2 separate regions of the Sus scrofa genome follow, and region 2 is linked to region 1. The links are chromatin contacts, called in public Hi-C maps. All regions are on one chromosome and are shown on one strand. The core of a region is the stretch at or near the end of the contact, and the rest is flanking DNA. Distances in the headings are between cores, read along the strand shown. Region 1 holds the start of NKX2-4 (homeobox protein Nkx-2.4). Region 2 holds the start of NKX2-2 (homeobox protein Nkx-2.2).

The links. Hi-C and Micro-C count contacts between places; a contact is called where the count stands out from the background.
Region 2: a Hi-C map of epiblast stem cells shows a contact between it and region 1, with 3 times the contacts expected there. The contact joins the promoter of NKX2-2 here to the promoter of NKX2-4 in region 1. A contact is called at or near these places in 3 of 47 Hi-C or Micro-C datasets (embryonic fibroblasts, epiblast stem cells and undifferentiated spermatogonia).

The regions. Positions count from the first base shown.
Region 1 is chr17:29,199,024-29,203,135 of Sscrofa11.1, forward strand. NKX2-4 (homeobox protein Nkx-2.4) reads right to left here and starts at 2,275. Exons shown (of 2, transcript XM_021078193.1): 1 at 1,547-2,275; 2 at 1-1,211. The coding sequence starts at 2,000. The coding sequence ends at 595.
Region 2 is chr17:29,277,747-29,281,858 of Sscrofa11.1, forward strand. It overlaps NKX2-2 (homeobox protein Nkx-2.2), which reads right to left and starts at 1,826. Exons shown (of 3, transcript XM_021077994.1): 1 at 300-1,826. The coding sequence starts at 558.

The DNA of each region.
Region 1 (4,112 bases), core at 1,025-3,524:
TAGGGTAATATACAAACACTCATTTGCCAAATAATGACCAAAACATTTCAAAATCAGCATTAAATTTAAAAAGCTATATCAATCCGTATAAGCAGTATTTTGATTATTTTTATTCCATTTCTCTCAATGGCAATAATTCCTCTGCAATAATGTTGCTATGTGCATGATCCACCTTGAGCTACAATTCAATTTACTTTCAATCAAACATTAATGAAATTGCACTTAAGGGGGGCGGGGGCTTCGAAAATTAATCTCCCAAGATAAGTTCCACTTCAAGAATTCATTGTTAAAGCTGGGTTGATCTGCAGAGCTACAAACACCAACGAAGTTTCTTCCAACGTTTAAAACTCCGAGAGCTTTGGTTAGGGACGTGGTGGATGTGGACTCAGCCGGCTTTTCACACAATTTAGGAACTTCTAGAAGGAGGAAATCACCACCTCAAAGCCTCCGGGCGTGAAACTCATTATTCAATCCCGGGGTGGTCGCCGTCCCACCTCCGGCAGAGAGGCTGGAGCCTGCCCCTCTCCAGGGAGCGTCCGTACTCGGCCGCCGTGCGGAGTCCGCCCCGGCGCGCCTCCCCGCCGGCACGCGCGGTCACCACGTCCTGCCGTAGAGCAGGTTGGCGCCCAGCGTGCCGCCGCCGAAGTCCCCCGCGGTCGCGTCCAGGGCTGCCAGGCCGCCCCCCGGGCCATGCAGCGCGGGCGGGCTCGGAGACAGCTCCTCCAGCTCGGGCGCGGGCGTCGGCGCGGGCGGCTGCGGGCCGGCTTGGCCGGGCGTCGGCGGGCCGGCCCCGTTCTGGCAGGGCTTGCCGTCCTTGACCAGCACCGGCACGGCCACGCGGCGCGGGGACGGTGGCGGCGGCGGGCCCAGGCCGGCCTCCTGCTGCAGCTGCTGCGCCGCCTTGTCCTTGGCCTGCCGCTTCATCTTGTAGCGGTGATTCTGGAACCAGATCTTGACCTGCGTGGGCGTCAGGTGGATCATGCTGGCCAGGTGCTCGCGCTCGGGCGCCGACAGGTACTTCTGCTGCTTGAAACGCCGCTCCAGCTCGTAGACCTGCGCCTGCGAGAAGAGCACGCGGCGCTTCCTGCGCGGCGCCGCCGCCGCCGCCGCCGCGTGCAAGGGCGCCAGCGACTTGGCGGCATCCGCGATGCCCGTCAGCGACCCCATGCCGGTCACGTTCACGCCCGCCGACGGCCCCATGAACCTGGAGACTGGGGAGGGGCCCAAGGAGAAGCCCGGTCAGCCTCCGCCCAGCTTTTCTTGCGCCCTGGCGGCCGCGACGCCAACCGGACCGCGGCCGGGGTCGCAGGACGCCCGGCGCCCCCCACACTCCCCCAGCTGGGTCCCAGCGCCCCCACCCCACCCCCGCGCGCGTGCAGGGTCCCAGGACGTCCCGCGCGCTCCCGGCGGGATCCCAGCGCGCGCAAAGTTCCAGGGCGCCCCGCGCGCCCGTGGCCAGGTCCCAGCGCCCCCCGCGCCCCGCGCCGTGGCAGGAAAAGCCCGCGCCGTCCGCTGCCCTCCGTCCCGCGCGCCTGGCCCCGCTCACTTGACGAGTAGCGCGGGTCCGGGTTGGCGCCGTACCAGCCGGTGGCCGCGGCAGCCGCGCCTCCCCGCATGCCGTCCGTGTAGGCGGGCAGCTCGCCCATGTTGCCCAGGCCGCCGTTGCAGTAGCCACCCATGGCGCCGTGCGGGAACTGCGAGACGCCTGGCGGCATGTGGTAGGTGGCGGCCGCCGCCGCTGCCGCCGCCGCCGCCGCAGCCGCCGCCGCCGCGTTGTGGCCCGCCATGGCGTGCGGGGGCTGCATGCCCGCCACGGCCGCCGCCTGGGAGGACGGACCCGGCGGCGGCGCGCGGTAGGCGGCGGCCGCGGCCCCCAGGGACGCCCCCAGGCCGGGCGGCGCGCTATCCATGGCGCCGCCGAACTTCTTGTAGGTCTCCTCGATGGGGCTCAGGATGTCGGACACGGAGAAGGGCGTCGTGTGCTTGGGGCTCAACGACATGGCTCGGCGGGCGGCCAGGTAGGGGGGCCCGGGGCGGGCGCGGGCGGGACGCGGCGGCCACTCGTCGCCGCCACCTCGGCCACGGCGGCAGCGCCTGTGACCAGGAGTCGCGGCGCGGCGAGCCCCTAGAGCTGCGGGATCTGGGGTTTATTTTAGTCCGGCGCCAGGTTTACGACAGACTCGGGGGGCGGAGCAATATCCCAAACGAGCAAACAATGGTCATTGACATCTTTTTCTCTCGCCCCCCCCCGCCCCCCCATAGTGGAGGCAGAAAAGGTAAAGGGAGCAGTTGGGTGTTTCTTGAAAAGATCACCCCCACCCCCTTTGCTTTCTCCGACCTTCCCCGCCTCCATCCCAGCGGTTACCCCGGCCCTCGAGCCCCAGAAATAAAACTCCGAGGCCGGCGTTGAGTCTTGACCTGAAGGACTCCGCACCTCTGGCCATCCAGACCCCAGGTTTCCTAAAGTAACTTCGTAGAAGAGTCCAGTATAATTGAGGTGGCGGCGTAGGGGGTGCGGGGGGGGCGGTATGCAGGGCTTGCCGAGTCCTCTCCAGCTACCAGCCTCTCACTCGCTCCATCGTCTACTAAAGTGTTAAAAAAGAAAAGAAAAGGGAAAAAAAAAAAAAGAAAAGAAAAGAAAGAAAAAGGCTCTTGGGTCCCACCGTAAGAGCGCATAAAGAGCTGAGGTACAATGACCGTTCTCTGCCATTGTCGGGCTTCTAATTTATGCATCTTTAGACTCTTAAGCATCATTTTGTGGGCAGCCAAACGGGCCCTTCCAAATTAGCTCAAAGTATCCAAATCCAAAGATGAGAGAAAACACACAGGGATACAGATGCACAGATGCTAACTTGTAAGTATTCTGTTTCTACTCTGTGGGGATGGAGGTTGGATTAGGGAATCAGGGTACATTTTTTCATCTGTTCCAATGTTTCCTGTTCATTTTTTACCTGTGAAGTTCTTTACAGGTTTCTTTATCTTTGTTTTTTTTTCCTGCGCCCCTGCCTCAAGTAAAAGTGTCCAACTTAGGGTTTATTGGCATATCATTACAGTGAAAGGAAAAAAAGAAGAAAAAGAAAATCCAAATATTTCTAGCTAATCAAAATGCATCTTTTTATTGTTCTTTGAAAAACATAAACTACTCAAGGAATATGAAATGGATGCTGAGGTCAGGTGAAAATGGTAATTTCTCTTGAAAAATATGCAACTGTAGATAAAGTGATTTTTTAAAAAAACTTTGTCAGCCTTTGATTTGCAAATGTACCTGCACAGCAAAGAAGAATTTAGACATTGTGAACTTTCCACTGAATACTGAGCACGACAAAGAATAGGACAAAAGAAGTGTGCAAAGCATATTGATTAAATTTTGAAACAGCCCTTCAGTTAAAACAGAAAAACAAAGACGCAGTTTTTAAGTTTTCTTGACCAGGACACCAAAAAGAAAAACAAGGAGAGTGCTTTCTTAAGCAAGATTTTATTGTTTTAAAAAGAACACGGTGTATGAAAACGATTCCAGTTGAACCTAATAGGACATAAAACCCAATGGCACATGTCTTGAAGGGAAGAACAGTTACCTACTCCTTGTTTGGTTTCAGCCCTTTGGTTGGAGTGTCTTCCGTGGTTTTGGTCTTATTGTTTTAAAAATTGTTTTGTTCATTTCAGCAAGTTTTCTAAAGACTCTGGGCACAGGGGATGGGGCAGGGAAGGGACCAATATTCATCTACGGGAAGAAAGTGTCAACCAGGCAAGTGTGGAGAGTACTAGTATTTTAAAATGCTGAAAGAACAAAAGACAAGGTACCATTGATTGTTTGCAGATGTCACTTAGGCTACAAATTTTTAAATTTTGTATTTTATATGCTACAATTTTAACATGATGCTACTCTTACAGGTCTTTCCTGAACTTGAAACACTTGGGCTAGGTCTTCATCTTCACCTGCGCTGGAATTGCCTGCTTAGTTGTTTTGTTTTGTTTTAATAGCAATACACAAGCATTTATATGTGTATTTAGTGGTTGCTGTAATCTTGAAAACTGCAGTTTGGCTTCTAAGTTTTGGTTTAATTCAAATTTTATTGCTTACTTGATTCACATAAATCAAAAATAGTAGAAAG
Region 2 (4,112 bases), core at 576-3,075, 78 kb after region 1:
TCCCGGTTGACGTCTGTAACCAGCCCTTGGGAGGTATTCCCCTCCCCCTCTTCTTCCTAATTTCTCTTTTTTGGGGAAAAAAAAAAATCCGAGTCCAAGTCTTTTTCCTGGACCAGAGGGGCTTGACGAGGAGGGAAGAGTTGGGGCATCGTAAACAAGCGTTAAAAATCTTTCCCGGGGCGCAGGGTACGGGCTGTGGTTTACAAGGCTCCTTCCCGTTTCCCCCCGGCATCCGGCTCAGGCTGCGGCCACAGGAATAGAGGCGGTCACAGCCGCCGCGGCCAAGTTTCGCTACTTACGGGAGTACTGGAGACCTTCGGTGCTGGCCAGCCAGCGCGTGTACGGGTTGTCGCTGCTGTCGTAGAAGGGGTTTTTCAGGGGCAGGCTCTGCACGGTGTCCAGGGCGCCCGGCCCCAGCGGCCCGGCCCTCTTGGCGGGCTCCCGCCCCTCACTTTCCTCCTCGGGCCCTTCGGCCACCGAGCCCTCCTCATCGTTGGTGTCTGGCAGGTCCAAGATGTCCTTGACCGAAAACCCCGTCTTCGTGTTGGTCAGCGACATGGCCGGGACCCCGCAATTTATGCCGCAAAGTTGTAGCTTCACTTGGTCAATTCGTGGCGCTCTCAGTCGGGGCGGGGGAGGGGATATGGGGAGAGGGGTTGGGGGAGGGGAGGGGGGATGGGCTTTAATTATTGAGATTATTATGTTTAGGAAAGAGAAAGAAACTCTGGGAAAGGGTGGGGAGGAAAAGAAAAAAAAAAAAGAAAAAAGCCCAACGCGTTGCCTATGTCTTCTCTGCAAGCACTCGGAAATGGACGCGGGGAGTCGGGCGGCCTGCGCGCCGAGCGCCGCCGGCCGGGCCCGAGTTTGTAACTCCAGGAGGGGTGCCAAGGCGGCGTCAGCTCCGGCTCCGGCGGCCGCTCGGCGCGCGGTGGCGGCTGGTGGCGAGGAAAAAATGGGCCATTGCCCGAGCGATCAGTCCATATAAGGCTGGGCTCCACTCACGAACCTGGGGAGAGGGGGGGAAGAGGGGGAGAAAGAGAGGGAGGGAAAGAGAGAGAGAGAGAGAGAGAGGGAGGGGGAGCGAGAGAGGGAGCGAGAGAAGGGTGGAAAAAAGGAGGGGGGAGACATTAAAACGCAAAGGTTGGACACGTGTGGGCGGGTCTTGGAAGTCAAGTGGATGAAGACTGTATTTGCAGATGTGAAATTGTGGGTTTTGGGGAGCTCCGCGCTCCCAGCCAACGGCCCTCTAGAGCAAGATGAGAGGTGTAACGTGTCAATTAATTGCAAAGACGGGGCGAGCCTTTTTTTAACCCAGTATTTACATACAAAGGACCACCGCGTCGCTCGCGAGTCCACACACTTGAAAGGGCCGTTTTAACAAATTGCATCTTAAAAAAAAAAAAAAAGCGGGGGAGGAGGAAAGAAAACAAAACAGAAACCCGGAGGAGGAGAGGAAAAAAGAATCCTCCTTAACATTCACCGGTTCCTCCCTCCCCGCCCCCGCGCGCCCGCCCCCAGCAAGCCGGAAAATTGGCGATTTGTGGCGCCTTTGGAAAAGGGGGAGGGGGCGAAAGCTGAGCCGCGGAAATCTCTCCTTCCCATCGCTGGCGGTTCCCTAAACAAGATCCGGTTCAAATGGCAAGAGCCCAACTTCTGTAAGCCTCCTAGGTCAATATTTTGGTTGAGGCTTAAGGATGAGTACTAGAAATGACAAGGCAAGTAATTGATTCTAGTTAACGCAGAAAGAGCCCGAAACCCAGGAGAGGGATCGCCTCGGGGCTGGCCGGAGCCACCACCAATCGACCCCCCCGCCCGCCCCGCCACCCTTTATTTGCTAAAGACATTTATTTCTTTCTCCTCGCCTCCCCTCTACCCCTCCAGCCCTGAGCGTCCGAGCAGGACCGAGCAGTTCACTTTCTGCTACGCGGGCGCCCGGGGAGGGGCGGTGGGGGTGGGGAGGTCTCACTCTGGCCGCGCTCGGCCAGGGCCCTGCTGCCTCCCAGCCCCGCGGGCCGCCTCTCCGGGTGGAGGCAAGGGCAGACGGCCCCGCGCCCTCCCTGCCCCCTATTATGCCTCCCTCTCCAGCCTCCGGCGGCAGTGGAGCGGCGGGAAGCGAGAGGGGAGGGCTGACGGGGCGGGGGCGCAGTCTCCGGCCCGGGTGAGGGCCCCGAAAACCGCGGGGGAGGGGGTCTTAGGGCGGGAGGTGGTGCGGCGATTTCTCCTGAGTTTTCTTCATCCTCGCGATTCCTTTCGGACGCCCCAGAGGCGCGTTCTGGGGATGCACCCCAGCTTCCTAGCTGGACTGAGGTTTGTGTGCAGGTCCCCACCCCTCGCCCGCCTGGGAACTGAACTTTCTCGGGACCACACCTCCTCCTCCCAGCCGCCGAGGACAAGTCCACGCCGCACTGCCCACCCCTCCTTCCAGATTTGGGGGGGGGTGCTACCTGATGCTCGTCCGCCCCAGAGGAGCTTCGGGACGGTGCTTTGCCTGGGGGCGGGGAGGGGCGGGAAAGGCCGCCGCGGGAGTTGGGGTTTGGCCACCCCCTTGGCCCTCCGCCGGGGCGCTTTCTCGCCGGCCGAGCGCAGCACCCGGGCGCCTGTCCTTCCCGGGCTCAGCTGCGGCCGCCGCGCCCCAGTCGCCCCCGAGTTGCCAGCGCCCGGCGAGGGCGCCTCTCCCCGAGCCGCTGGGCGGCTTTCTGCAGCCCTCGCTGCCTCGCCCCCAGTATGTGACGTGGGTGACAATGGCCCAGGTTAGAGCGAGCCCCTCGTCGGCGCGTCCTGGGTGGTCGGACCCGGGCAAACACAAATACAAACCGATTGCTAAGCTGCGGACAATGAGCGAAATGTAGACAAATGTCCCGCTCCCGTTGGAAGCCTTTGTCCCGGCTCGGTTTTTGCATTTATTTCAGTGGCGAAATAATACATGATTGACGCTCTCTTTCAATGTGTCCTAACTGTTTGGAATAAATCTAAGGTTGTTCCTAGTTGTCATGGCATTCAACCCTTTTCAATGGACTATCTCTTCATTCATTTCTGAATCCGTCCACAATATTAAGGAAACCCCTTCATGTCGACGCTCCCCATTCCTCTCTTTCTCCTCCTACTTTTCCTTTTCTCCTTTCTCCCCCTCCTTCCCCCCTTTTTTCCCTGCAAGAATTAGAAAGTGGTTTGAATCGTGTTCCTCGAACCCATTACTTTTCGTGCTTTTTCCCCTTTTCTCTTTCCAGTCTGCCTTTCCCAGCCTCCCTCTGCCGCGCCTCCCTCTCCCCCCCTTCACTGGGGAGCTCCCTGCCCCGCGCAGCCTGGAGGAGGGAAGTTGGGTCTCCAGGCGTGGCGGGGGCCCACAGTTTGGAAACAGAGGCTGTCTGGCCTGCCCTGGCCATTGTTACTCAGCTGCTAAATAAATAACTGGTGAGGAAAAGTTCCTCAACCCAAGCTTTGCAGAAAAATAATCATCCCGGTCCCTCTCTTATTCCTCTGTCCCAAGGGAGGGCTGTCTCTTGGGGATCAGCATCCGCAATGGAGAAGGACCAAAAGTAAGTCTGGTTGGGCCAGGCCAATTCCTGGGCCCCTTTTGGTCCTGGGTCCCTTTTGGCAAAAGTGTCCCTTTTGTATATCCCCTGAACCATCTTTGGAAGGGGTGTCCCCGGACCCATCCCTGGAGCCTGCTCCTTTCTTACCTTGGAACTACCCAGCTGGTAAATTCTCCCTTCCCTCACGTTGATTAGGTCCCTCCCCAATCCCCCAAGTCAGCTCGTTGGGCAGAGCACCCGGGAGACAACCCTTCTCCCACAGGGGAGTCCAGGCTCCCCGGAATTGATCCCGGAGAGGGGGCGCTGACAATGGCCCCTAAGGAGGCCCCAGGCCCAGTTCACGGAGGTGGGGGGGGGGCTCCGCCCAGGGCCAGCCCCTTGGCCTCATTCGCACCTTAGGTCGCAAGGGTCCCTTCCCTGAGCACTTAAGGGGCCACACACCCCCGCCTGAGCAGGCCATTCTGGGTCTCTGATCCCTCCTCCACCCTCACCTCAGGTACTTTTCCTGCCCCAGACCTTGAAGCCAGCGGTGCCGGGAGGGAGTGGGAGGGGACCTCTGCCTGGCCTCCCACAGCGGTG